Regions from separate parts of the Mus musculus genome. Here regions 1 and 2 are each linked to region 3. Evidence: chromatin contacts called from public Hi-C data. All regions are on one chromosome and are shown on one strand. The core of a region is the stretch at or near the end of the contact, and the rest is flanking DNA. Distances in the headings are between cores, read along the strand shown. Region 1 overlaps Nbea (neurobeachin). Region 2 overlaps Nbea (neurobeachin). Region 3 holds the start of Mab21l1 (mab-21-like 1).

Evidence for each region. A called contact is a pair of places that touch in the nucleus more often than the background predicts.
Region 1: a contact with region 3 is called in a Hi-C map of bone marrow-derived macrophages, with 2.4 times the contacts expected there. The contact joins the enhancer-like site here to the promoter of Mab21l1 in region 3. A contact is called at or near these places in 4 of 39 promoter capture datasets (frontonasal cranial neural crest, macrophages, maxillary cranial neural crest and 1 more), 1 of 15 datasets of contacts at CTCF or cohesin (the NIH/3T3 cell line), 10 of 484 Hi-C or Micro-C datasets (LSK cells, the N1E-115 cell line, bone marrow-derived macrophages and 7 more), 2 of 115 datasets of contacts at active chromatin or transcription factors (embryonic stem cells and neural tube) and 3 of 9 other capture datasets (adipose tissue, liver and pancreatic islet).
Region 2: a Hi-C map of rod photoreceptor shows a contact between it and region 3, with 2.1 times the contacts expected there. The contact joins the enhancer-like site here to the promoter of Mab21l1 in region 3. A contact is called at or near these places in 6 of 39 promoter capture datasets (3T3-L1-derived adipocytes, the HPC-7 cell line, the SN4741 cell line and 3 more), 1 of 15 datasets of contacts at CTCF or cohesin (the NIH/3T3 cell line), 6 of 484 Hi-C or Micro-C datasets (cerebellar granule neurons, cerebral cortex, forebrain and 3 more), 2 of 115 datasets of contacts at active chromatin or transcription factors (embryonic midbrain and embryonic stem cells) and 3 of 9 other capture datasets (adipose tissue, liver and pancreatic islet).

The regions. Positions count from the first base shown.
Region 1 is chr3:55,826,549-55,830,461 of GRCm38.p6, reverse strand. All of the region lies in intron 38 of Nbea (neurobeachin), which reads left to right. Among named protein-coding and RNA genes, the nearest start is that of Mab21l1, 46 kb to the right of the region's middle. Within about 2 kb of position 1,396, at least 36 of the 459 cell types and tissues checked have an H3K27ac peak or open chromatin away from gene starts, as enhancers often do. A contact at or near this core is called in the N1E-115 cell line, bone marrow-derived macrophages, hematopoietic stem and progenitor cells and 4 more, where this site is marked.
Region 2 is chr3:55,739,911-55,743,598 of GRCm38.p6, reverse strand. All of the region lies in intron 41 of Nbea (neurobeachin), which reads left to right. Among named protein-coding and RNA genes, the nearest start is that of Gm46804, 34 kb to the right of the region's middle. Within about 2 kb of position 1,883, at least 22 of the 459 cell types and tissues checked have an H3K27ac peak or open chromatin away from gene starts, as enhancers often do. A contact at or near this core is called in forebrain and rod photoreceptor, where this site is marked.
Region 3 is chr3:55,780,848-55,784,565 of GRCm38.p6, reverse strand. Mab21l1 (mab-21-like 1) reads right to left here and starts at 2,056. Exons shown (of 1, transcript NM_010750.3): 1 at 1-2,056. The coding sequence starts at 1,572. The coding sequence ends at 493. The region is part of intron 41 of Nbea (neurobeachin); the gene reads left to right.

The DNA.
Region 1 (3,913 bases), core at 147-2,646, 47 kb before region 3:
TGAGTGTCATCTTTCAGCCATGATAAATGGTAACACACTGGCCCCACATAATTACCTTGTGCTGAAATGAACCTCCTATCCCCTTCCCAGCACAGCGATATAACAGCCGGCTTCATCTGAAAGCCGTAATTTACTGGACTAATCATCCTCTTAATACGGGACAATCCGTCTCTCCTAGAGTATGACCTGTGTTGGCTAACTGAAACAGAAACATCTTTTAAAGTAATGAGTGAGTTAAAAGACTGCACAGTGTGCTGCAGTTTTACCACTTCTCAGTTGTTTCTTATCTATGCTGTTCCTGCCTATTCACTCCTGGTCACTGGGGATTCTGTACAGGAGATGTAGACATGGTCAAATGCTTGGTTTGCAGTGGGCGGTGATTTATGAAAATTAGCCTATTAAGTTTACAAAATGACTAAATTTTGTAAATATTAAATATTTATTTAGGTGACACTTGTTTTGAGGAAACTGCCACTTAAAATTCTTGCATATAAAATTTTAAGTCTTAAGCAGCATTTCTGTTTTATAAATTCTTTCTCTTTGACACTTACTTCCATCAAGCAGTGAATAAGCCCCTGGGAATGTAAAGATCACACTGTCCCTAGCCGTTCGAAAGACTAAGATGGTTTCTATTGCTCGTCACTCTTATGACAAAGATGCTGAGTGTGTTACCAAAGACCTGTCCTTCATGCCCCTGCCTTAATACTGTCCCCCCACCCCGTAATGACTTTGATTTAAATAATGCTATTTAAAGGGTGTCAGGCAGTCATTTTAGATCATTGTAAGACCCTGGTGAAGCATTGGATCAAGGTCATTTTCAGAGATTGTACTTAGTTAAATAAATGTACAAGTTTTCACGAAGGGTCCAGCTTTTCAGTGTGCTGTTACAAGCTCCCTCGGAGCCTCTGGGAATACCACATAAAGCATAGCTGCCTCTGCCTTGAAGGCACTGTATTTTATATTTTCCTTCTCTTTGATAATTTTCTCCTCATAATTCTGTTTATTCTCACAACTGAGCACAAAAGTTTTGATTATAAATCAGATCCATCACTTTTGACAGTTGGTGGAAACCCTATATAGAGATAGGAACATTTAGGATCATTTAGGGTCATTTTTTGCTACATTTTATTAAAAATCACTACTTAAAAAAAAAAAAAAGACCGAACAGTTGGAGGATGGACCAGGAGGGGAATAAAATATTGAGTGTAAATAAATAAATAAACAAAACAAATAACAACAACAATGACTGAAAAGTTCCCCCGTGGCTGTAGCCCAGGTTGATAGTTTCGTCCTACCATCATCACAGCTGGCTTCTTGCTGTTCACGGCTAACAAGTGAGATGCATGCAGATGAAAGACACCCTGATCGTGTGTAGTCATTTCCTGTCACGTTACCAGCCTTAAATTACTTCCATGGCCTAGCACTGCTTATCAAGAAAGCCCAGACCCAACTTCTGCATTGAACTGTGCTGTGCTCCAGGAAAATGATACTTCCTTAAAGCCGCCTCGAGAGGGTAGCTCATCACCACACTGTCATTTTCTAAAGTGACTATTATGTTTGCTCCCTGAGGAAATACTGTCTCTGATCAAGTCATTTATCACTTAAATTCTAGAATGCGTGTGCTAAAGTAAACATGTCTCTTTATTTTAATTGTTAACATATTTTTAAATGAAACAAAAAGTTAGGCTAAAATGCCTCAGGTCAAAGTCTCATTGAGCTGGGGTTTTCTTAAATATTTATTTGAGCAAAATGGGAAGGGAAGCTGCACTGAAAGCTTCAGAGGTCAGGGAGCTATAGTGAGTTTGATAGAAAGCAGCTTTTCTCCTTCCGTTTCTAAATGGTCCCTGCTTTGATTATAAGCATTTATTATAATTATCAAGAGATTAGGCCGTTGTTATAGAATCCTAGTAATGGGACCATTTAGAAGGAATATAATGGCAGTTTATTGGATTCTGCAAAGGAAAAGAGTGCACAGATAGAGTGGTCTGTTTTGTGCATGGCTCCACTCCTGGCTGAGGATACTGATTTTATTATTTCATCTCTGTCCTTTCGCTGTGGTAGGTTTTGGTGGCTTGGGGGTGGGGGGTGATCATGTTCTCTAATATGTGACCTGACCTTTGGCCTTTGTATGCTTTTTATCTTGTGTAAACCACACATATGTGTATGTGTTGACTTTTCACTGTTAATATCTTTGCTATAAAAATCAGTACAGTTGATGCCCAGTTAGTTCTGCATAAATGAAAAATGTGGACCTAACATTTTTTTAATATTCCAATTCATTTAGAGACACCCACATGGAAGATATAAGATGGGGGTTGCTGAATTCAGTGGATTAGAGTTCCCTAAATCTGTAACTAGCAGAATTTCAGTATGTGCAGAAGTACAAGAGAACAGTTAGAGAATTGATATCTGTAGAGAGAAGGGACCATGCTGTCTGTCAGAAATGCCTGTGCTAGGAAGAGGCTCGAGTTCAGAAAAGGCCGTTCTCATGCAGTGAGATACTAGGGAAGCTATGCTAGTGATCTTGGATGTCCTGAAAATAAATGATCACTGGCCATCATCCTTGCCTAGCATCCTGTGAAAAATAAGCCTTCTGAAGGTTTTTGGTTCATTATTTTATTTTGTTTTGTTTTTGTTGTTTTGTATTGTTTGTTTGTTTGAAAATTACCTTGTTTTTATCAAAGTCATAAAGAAAATTACTTTTATTTAAATGTTTATATTTTCTGCTGGGATTTTGTGGGGATAGCCTTCCCCCTCTGCCTTCCTCCCTCTCTCTCCCTCCCTTACCCCTCCCCCATCAGCAGTGTCACACTCTGTAGTACAGGCTTTGAACTTTAAATCTCCTGCCTGAACCTCCTGAATAGCTGGACTCACAGGCCTGCCCTGCTACTCCTAGCCTAAATAATATTTTTTGAAGCATTTCAAATCTGCATTATCTCTACTTTTTCTGAATCATATTATCAACATACATAGTGTTATTTGGTTGCTGTTATCGCTAAACAAGTGTGTAAAGTTAGCAGGGGTAGTGGTTCCTTAAACTTTGCTGAAAGTTCTTAAACCACTAAGCATGTACCAGAGGCTTCGGCTGCCATTCCAGCTTTCTAGAGCAAAAGACTTGTCTTTGTTGCTCACTTCCTTCTTGTACACTGAAAAGACTGGAGATGTAGTTACAGACCCAGCTTCACACACACAGAGCAGGGAAGGAGCGATTCAGAATGGCAGCTCAAAGGCAGAGACAGCACTCCATAAGCCCCTTCAGAGGTGTGAGTCACCTGCCTTCTCACACTGTGATAAGCCTTGTCTTTAAAATAGTGTGTCAGGTTTGTATGCTGTACTCCATACATAATGTATATATACTATATAATGTATATCTATACACTGTTGCACTATATCATACAGAGTATATTTAATATAGGTACTTTATGAAGTGTATATAAATAAAAAATGACAAAACTCCAGGCTGAGGTAGTGCATGCCTTTAATCCCAGCACTTGTGAGGCAGAAGCTGGCAAATCTAGGTGAGTTCAAGGCCAGCCTGGTCTACAGAATGAGTTCTAGAACAGAGAAACCCTGTCTCAAACAAACAAAAAACAAGCAAACAAATACTATGCAGAACATATCAATCCCACCAGGGTGGTTCAGGACTAATCCTAACACTTGGGAAGCTAAGGTAGAAAGATCGCCAGGATATCAGGACTAGCCTCAGCCACAAAGTGATTCATAGGCTATCCTGGACTACAAAGTAAGACTGCCTTAGATGAGGTGGGGTCATGTAACACTGAAATATTTTTAAAAGGTAACTTCTGGCTTCCCCATTGTAAACCATAGAAAAGTGAAATTTATAATAATAAATTATTTATAGTTTATAATAGGTTTATAATAGGTGAAGATTTCATCTCTGTCACTGAGTACC
Region 2 (3,688 bases), core at 634-3,133, 41 kb after region 3:
GAAATGGTTTTGTCAGCAAAAACGCTAAATTGTATGTGACACACCTTATTCCATTTGTTTGTACGAGAGCACACACAAGTTATGGCCAGCTTTGGACATGTGACCATAGTAGAGCTGTACAATGTCCACAGGATGCTGAGATAGAAAGTTGTCTAGTTGAAATGAGGTCTTCATCCAGTCCCTGGTAAAGGTGGTCCAGCTTGTGGTGTCCTTGTTCATAATGACACTTTTCCCCAACAGCACCAAAGCAAGGCATTTCTCACAGTCTTGTGTAAATTCTAGTTTTATCTCATTACTCTCTTCATCTGTGAGGATAAAATCAGCCTTGAAAGCTTTGTTTTGAAGACATGCAATTTGAGTGTCAATAAACTGAACTGAAAATAGAGTTGACTTTCTGAGGTGATGTGTCTGGTGCATTGGAGGAGACCAGGATGGTTTGAAATTCCTTTTTTTCTGTGCCCACATTCTCCATGTGATAATTTATTTCTTTTTCTATGGTACGGCTTTTTCTTTTGCATTATTATAAAGTAACATTCATTGGGCCTGTTAGTGGACGCTTTTAATTACTGTGCAAAACTGAGGGTAATCGAAACAAAAGCATTGTTTTCAATCCTAGTTTTTTTTCCTCAAGTCCATCCTGTCAAGCTGAAAGCATGAAAGTTATTTTCTGGTGATGTGATTAGATTGGGGCTGAACTCTCCAGCTGGCAGGCCTGTCTATGACTGGCGGCAGCCTGTCCCCAGTGCTTGTCATTTCCTGACATGCCTGACAGGATGGGGACAGCCGCCCCAGATAGGTTCATTAGATGGTGTTTTCTACAGCTGGGCAAATAAATAAATAAATAAATAAATACCCTGTGCTTTGTCAGGACCCAAGCTATAGAACCTTTCTTGTTGGTGTAAACCAGGGCTTGTTTTGACAAATTTAGATTTTCTGACACATCCTTGTTTCTTTCCCCCTTGGCCTGCACTGTGCTTTCTGCCTTGTTGAAGCTTCACAATCCTCACACACCTTCCCAGGAGAAAACGACCTACAGTTATGGAGGGTCTACCACACGAAAAATAGTGTACCACACCATAAAATAGCAGTGGCTGGTCAATTTCCATGGTGACTCCACAGGGGGAAGAGAAGAGTCTTAGTAGTGCAGTAAGCCAATTATAGGAAAGCTTAGAGTTTCCACAGAGCCAGCAACAGTCTACAGACATGAGAATGTCCGATCACTACTAGCCATATACACCGCAGAGCACAACCTTCTTTAGAACTGCCAGGCACTTGAGCTGTCTTCAGCGCTAGGCTAGGAGGAAGCTGACAGTGTTCTTCCTGGGCTGATAGGTTTTTGTGTGAGAAGAGAAATTAGCAAGGATTATAGAACACCTACCTGGTCATTAAAACCAGAAATAAATTCCAAGTCCAAATTTGGAAATCTATTTCTGTGTCAGGGGTGGGACCCATTACTGTTCATTAGATTTGACCAAATCCAGCATGATTTTAAAACATAGGAGTATGACAGTAATGGTTTACTATCTTCACCACACACTTATCCATTTTAAATGGCAGATTTGGAAAAGAAAAGGATTGTTCTCTGTAGGTCATACCTGTAACTAAAAAGTAGGTATTGGCACTTTCTAGTCTTGTCAGCCACACTCTGTCCCTTGGCCTGCAGGGACAATGAGGATGATTCTCAGTAAGCTGCAAACACTTGACCACAGCTCCTGCATCCCAGCGCCAGCATCGGCTGTCTTTGTCTTCACGTCATGCACAAACACAGAGTGCAATAATGTCGCTGGTGTAATAAACAGGATCCAAGAAACACAGGAAGCCCAGCCCTTACCTTTCTTTTGTGTTGCTTCTCCACTGCTCTTCTCCCGTCTCTATGACAACTGTGTAAATTGGGATGGGCAACTGTCATCTGGAGTATTACTGAGAGAAAAGTGTTAGTGAGCACACAGCTCCCATAGATGGAGCATTTCAATATAATCCAATTTTAATTGAGCTCCAGAGACTTTGATGTGCTGCAGAAGGTTGGGCAAGAGCTATTCCAGGGAGAAATTAAAGCAGCCTGGCCAGGCTCCCCGCTCCAGACTGTCACCATCTTAAGCCGGCATTAGCATCAGACCTAACCTGCCCCTATGGAACGTCTGACTTCTCTTTTCAGAGTCTCCCGATGTGTTTTGCCATATGTAAAGCAGAGTGCTTTCATCTTTTTATATATGTTTTTACACCCATTCGATTAGACTTGAATGGCTTGTAGCATACCCGAGACTCCTCTCCCGCTGTCTATTGGACTTCAGTTCAGGGGAAAAGTTGGGGGGGATGGGATTGGGGGAGAGCAGAGCAGGGATTAGGGTGAAATTGTCAGCTATCACATATTAAACTTTCTTTTTAATATTGCTGCGTGAGAGCCAATCTTGAAGGTAAAAAGTTGAAGGAAGTATAATTTTTCTTTAGCATCGATTTACTGTTGTGGTACCGTTCAGTGCCTAGATACTTGGGCATTTATCAAAGCAAACAAAGGTTCTTATTTCACAGTGCATTAAAGTTATCTTTTTCTTACCTGGTGAAGGGGCTCACAAAGAGAGCCAGCTATAAATTCTCACATAGGCCTATCAGTCCCTAATCCAGAGACTAGGAATTCTTTTTTTTTTTTAAATCGGGAGGAAAATTGGTACATTTCATGTATATTCTGTGAATTCTAAAATATTTTAAATATATTTTGTTCAGAATTCCTAAAAGTGACATAAGATCACACTATGAACTAAATTTAAAAAGCATGAAGCAGAATGCTGTGCAAAGAGCTGTAGGAAGTGTTACTTAGTGACAACATCCCCAGCCTGTCATCTTCATTACCAAGTTAGAGAAGTCATCGTAAAGTGGTGAGGAATGAGGTAGGATGATGACATTCATTTAAGCCGGGCATCCCAGCTCAGGCCACACCCACAGGGCCTGGTAAGAACTGAGGGGTGCCAAGAACTGCAGGCTAGTGTGAGCTTCCAAACTCACCCTAAGTGGGCCTCCTCTGTAACTTTTCTTCTTATAAGTAAACAGGCACTTACTCAGTTTGGTTTTTTGTTTATTTGTTTGTTTTTTGGTTTTGGGGTTTTTTTTTGTAACTTTGTATTCCTTTTCTCTTAAAAAAAATACCTTAGACTTCATAGCATAAGGTAATTACATGCATTCTCACTCCCAGGGGTGACTGCCAGCCTACATGATGCTGTGGTAAACAAAACTACCCTGAGTACTCCATCAGGTACTAAGTTAACCTATCAGGGGAAGATACAAACCCACATGACACACCAAGATCGGAAACTTGTGGGTCACAGCACTTGCCTGTGTATCCTAGCTTTGGATAGATCACGCCAGTGTTTCTTGTGTGTAGTATCATTCACACTCCCCAGCCATGAAGGACACAGTTGTTTTCTGCACAGCAAGCTCAGTGTGTGTAAGCCTGTGGAGCGTTGTGATTCAGTAAAGGAGTTGTAAATCAGTGGTGGTCGTCCTGTGAAGATGGGGCAGAGTATACTTTACCCAGGTAGGAGGGATCTGTCCTGTAGTGCCTTCCCGTGGGTTCTCCTTTCAGGCCACCTTTTACTTGCCAATTGACCATAAGTAATTTATAAATCGTCTAATAATCATGTACACACACACTTCTGTGCATTAGAAGTCACTATATTAATATATCATGTAATAC
Region 3 (3,718 bases), core at 807-3,306:
CTGTTCTGTGGGAAATGTCTGAAAGTTTCCAAAATGGTAATTTCAGTTCTGATCACCAAATCACAAAACACCAATATCCACACTTTCAAAGACAACATGAGATCACAACTTTTGTTACAGATCAAAATATACATTACACTTTGCTTCCGATGGTACATCCGGGCCCTGTTTGCTGGAAGGCAGCCGCACCTAAGTCTCAAGATTACTATAATCCTTTGCTGGAGTTGGCCATGGTCTTGCATTGCAGCCAGCTGTTTTGGGGTGTTGTGCACTTTTCGGGGGAGCTGGGGGATGCCTCCATAAAGATGCTTGTGGTGTGGTTTTTCCCCTGTGTGAGATGATGGTTAAATGTTGTGTTGTTACTCCTTTTAAAGGAAGAGATTGTTTGCACTGTCTCGAGAAATAGTACATAGGAATCAACCAGGAAGTTTTCATTTCGTCGGGACTTTGAGAAGAATGCTCATTCTTGTCAGCCCTGGATTAGATCATCCTCTAAAGTTTTTCCAAACTTTTTGGGTTGGTCAGGATCTCTCTTGCCAGTCGCCACGTTTGTTTAGCAGCGTTTTCCAAGGCCGAGTGGGGTTTGCCTTGAAACAGATCTAAGTTCGGTAAGAAGTAATGGGGACACCGCCGGCACTGCAGGCATGAGATGAGCTGCAGAAGAATTCCGTTCAGCCGATCGCCCAGGCAAGATTCGTCCCAGTCCGACTCTCGAGGATGCTTCTCGCACTCGTAGGACACCAGAGTCTTCATGTGGTAGTTGTTCAGGGGCTGGCCTGGCAACTCCAGGTGGCGATCACGCAGGGTTTTCAGGATAGAGAGGCATTTCTTCCTGCAGCCCCCCATCTGCAGTCTGTTCTCGGCCTCTGCAAACTGCAGCACCCAAGCATCGCTCTCAGCCGAACTCTGCTTGCCGGCCAGGGAGTGGCACTCCTTGGACAACAAATTGAACCCTTCAGCCTTAACCTCTGCCACCCGGTTGGGTCCTGGCCAGGGGATGTGGGGAAGCGGCCAGTGGGCAGCACTCCGCGGCCAAATCCCGGTGCATTTAAAGGCCGGGGTGATCTGCACCACATACCTATCTCGGATTCTCAGTTTCACTTCGCTCGTGTCAGCCACCATCTTTACTACATCTCTGTAGCTACACTTGTCCACCGCCTGAGCCACCAGTGTCTGAAACCTGGAACGGATTTTGCGTGCCGAGAGGTAGCCAGAGGCGGTGATGAATTCCACCCAGAGGGACATGCTCCTCTTGCGCCCATCGCTCAGTTTCAGCACCGCACAGCCAGGCAGGGAGCCGTCGTCCACGAAGTTAAACACCCCCATCTGGTTCAGATAGAGTACCACCTCGAACTCGGTGGGAGAGATAACCTCCAGGCCCTCGTAGCGGTTGTCCATCTCATTGAGGGAGCTGATGAAACGCGGTTCCTGCACTTCAACCTCCTTCAGGACGTCGGAGACCACTTTGCAGACTTCCCGGATGGTTTTGGCGATGGCAGCTTTCCTGGCCTGGCATTTCTCGTTGTAGTACTTATTCAGGTGGTAGACCAGCTTGGCCTGGGCCGCGATCATGTTGGGGCAGAGATCCGGATTGTACACCGGAGTCTCGCAATAGGCTGTGGGATCCAATGCGGCTGCTAGCGCTGGAGCCAACTTCGGTGGAGAAAGGGGACCACGCTCAAAAGGCACCGAGCCTCTCTCGGACTAGCTGCAGCAGGGGGCCGCCCTGCCCTGCTGGCCTTTTTTCCCCCGCTCGAGACTAGCGGGTCTTAAAGTGAAAGGCTGAGCTCTCCCCTTTTCTCCCCTCCGCTAAAGAATCCGTGTCAGAGAGAGACGCGTGGAGAGAGCACCTTCTCGGTAATAAAAACAAAAGTTATGCTGAGACCCAGCAAAGCTCTTCCAGTAGTCAAAATAATCACCCCTTTCCGTATTTATTTACGTTTTCCCGTAATCATGGTGTGTGCAGGACTGTTAATCAGGTAGAGGAAAAGTGTGCAGAGTGTGCGTCGGGGGTGAGTGTGTGTCTGTCAGAAGAAGCTGCTGTTGGTTTGTGTAAGAGCCCAGATGCACTCGTGTGGAAATTATAAAGGCAGGGCCAGGCAGGCGGGCGGCCAATCGCCACTGGGCTCGTCACGACAGCCTCCTCCAGCTTCAGCCCGGCTAATTAATCCCCCCTCGTGGATAGAAGCATAGAAACCAAAGGTAGGAAACTGCTGCCGGCAGAAACCCACCCAGGCCACCTAGACAGGTTGAAAAGCAAGATGAAATCTCCCAGCTTTGGTATAACTTGAAGCATATTGACATTTGGAAAAGACTTGGTGAAGACAAGTGGTTCTCTTTGCTGAAAAGCCCACTTGTCTGTTCACCTCTGATGAGCTATCCAGTTGTACTAATGGTCATCCACCAATTAGCGAAGTCAAAGGGGCTTCTAGAACAAAGTCACTAACTTGCATTTAGAGTAAGGTAATTAATGCCCGTTAATCCCTGGGGTCTTTTTAGTGCAAGTTAGAACTTTGCTTACTGACTGACTGCTGGCTTCAGCTGGGGGAGTTCTTTAGTCTTCACTCGTGTTCGTGTTCGCAGTCAGAATGTTTCCAAACCTTAGGCAGAGTCTCTTCTCTTTTTAACCTAGGTTTTCCCCATTTGCATTTGCTGAGAGGAATTTAAGAAGTATTGCTCAACGGAGTCGATGATATCTACCCAACTAAAAATGGAGCCTTTTAATTAAAACAAGTTCACCTGTTTGCAGTTTCCCTTGTCTGTAGCTAGATTGGCCAGTGCTGAAATACCAGACAGCAGATAGGGCTGTATGCTGTAGTGGAAACACTTCCTGAAGGTGTTTTCTGAGATTTAGAGAAAGCTTGAGTGCCATCTCATAGTGAGCTGTCTTGTAGAGAAGGATCTAGAGAATTCACAGAGATGAGCTTGCTTGGCACTGGAAGGTGTGGCCATTACAGTTTGTTTGCCCCTGCAGGCTTAAAGATGGATCTTCCACCTCAGAAACCCTCAGTGGTGACCAACAGTAGGTTCCTAATCTTATGGGATGTAATAATTTGATTATGAGAAAATGGCTAATGGCTTCCAAAAAAAATAATTTGTAACCATTCAGGTTAGGGATTTTTATTATTTATTTAAGTTTCATCTTGGAAATTTCAAAGAAATGAGCTTTTCTTTTTGGAACCTGAGGAGCTTTTGGATTTTGGAACCCTAGGGAGGGTTTTATAGGTCGCTCTTCCTTCCAGTACCATGACCAGTTGAGTCCTCAGTGCACATGAACTAAAGATAGGGTAGTTAGGGCTTATGTCGTAGTTTTCAGTTCTCTGCCTTTAGTACAAAGTTCTGTTAATTTCAAATTAAGAGAATTTTCAGTGCCCGGGTATGGTAGCACCTGTGTACGCACTGTTAATGGGCTACTGCTGAAGACTCCCACCTTTTAAGCATCACAGGGCCAGCTCTAATTTCGTTTCTTGTTACCCAAGAGTGATAGATTCCGAATTAGATTAAAATAGTACATCACATTTGGCGCTTAGATGGCCTCCTACTCCATTCCCCAAGACCATTCCCTTGGGAGAGGGAACTGGGGACCTGCAAAGCCCCTCCCCAGTTTGCAGGCATCGCGGGTGAATGCGCAGCTACCTTTTGGCAGCTGAAGAGGGGCTGGAAGAGGCAACCCAGAGCGCCAGATCAACAAGAAAGAGCTGTGCGGCAGGCAGGGAGC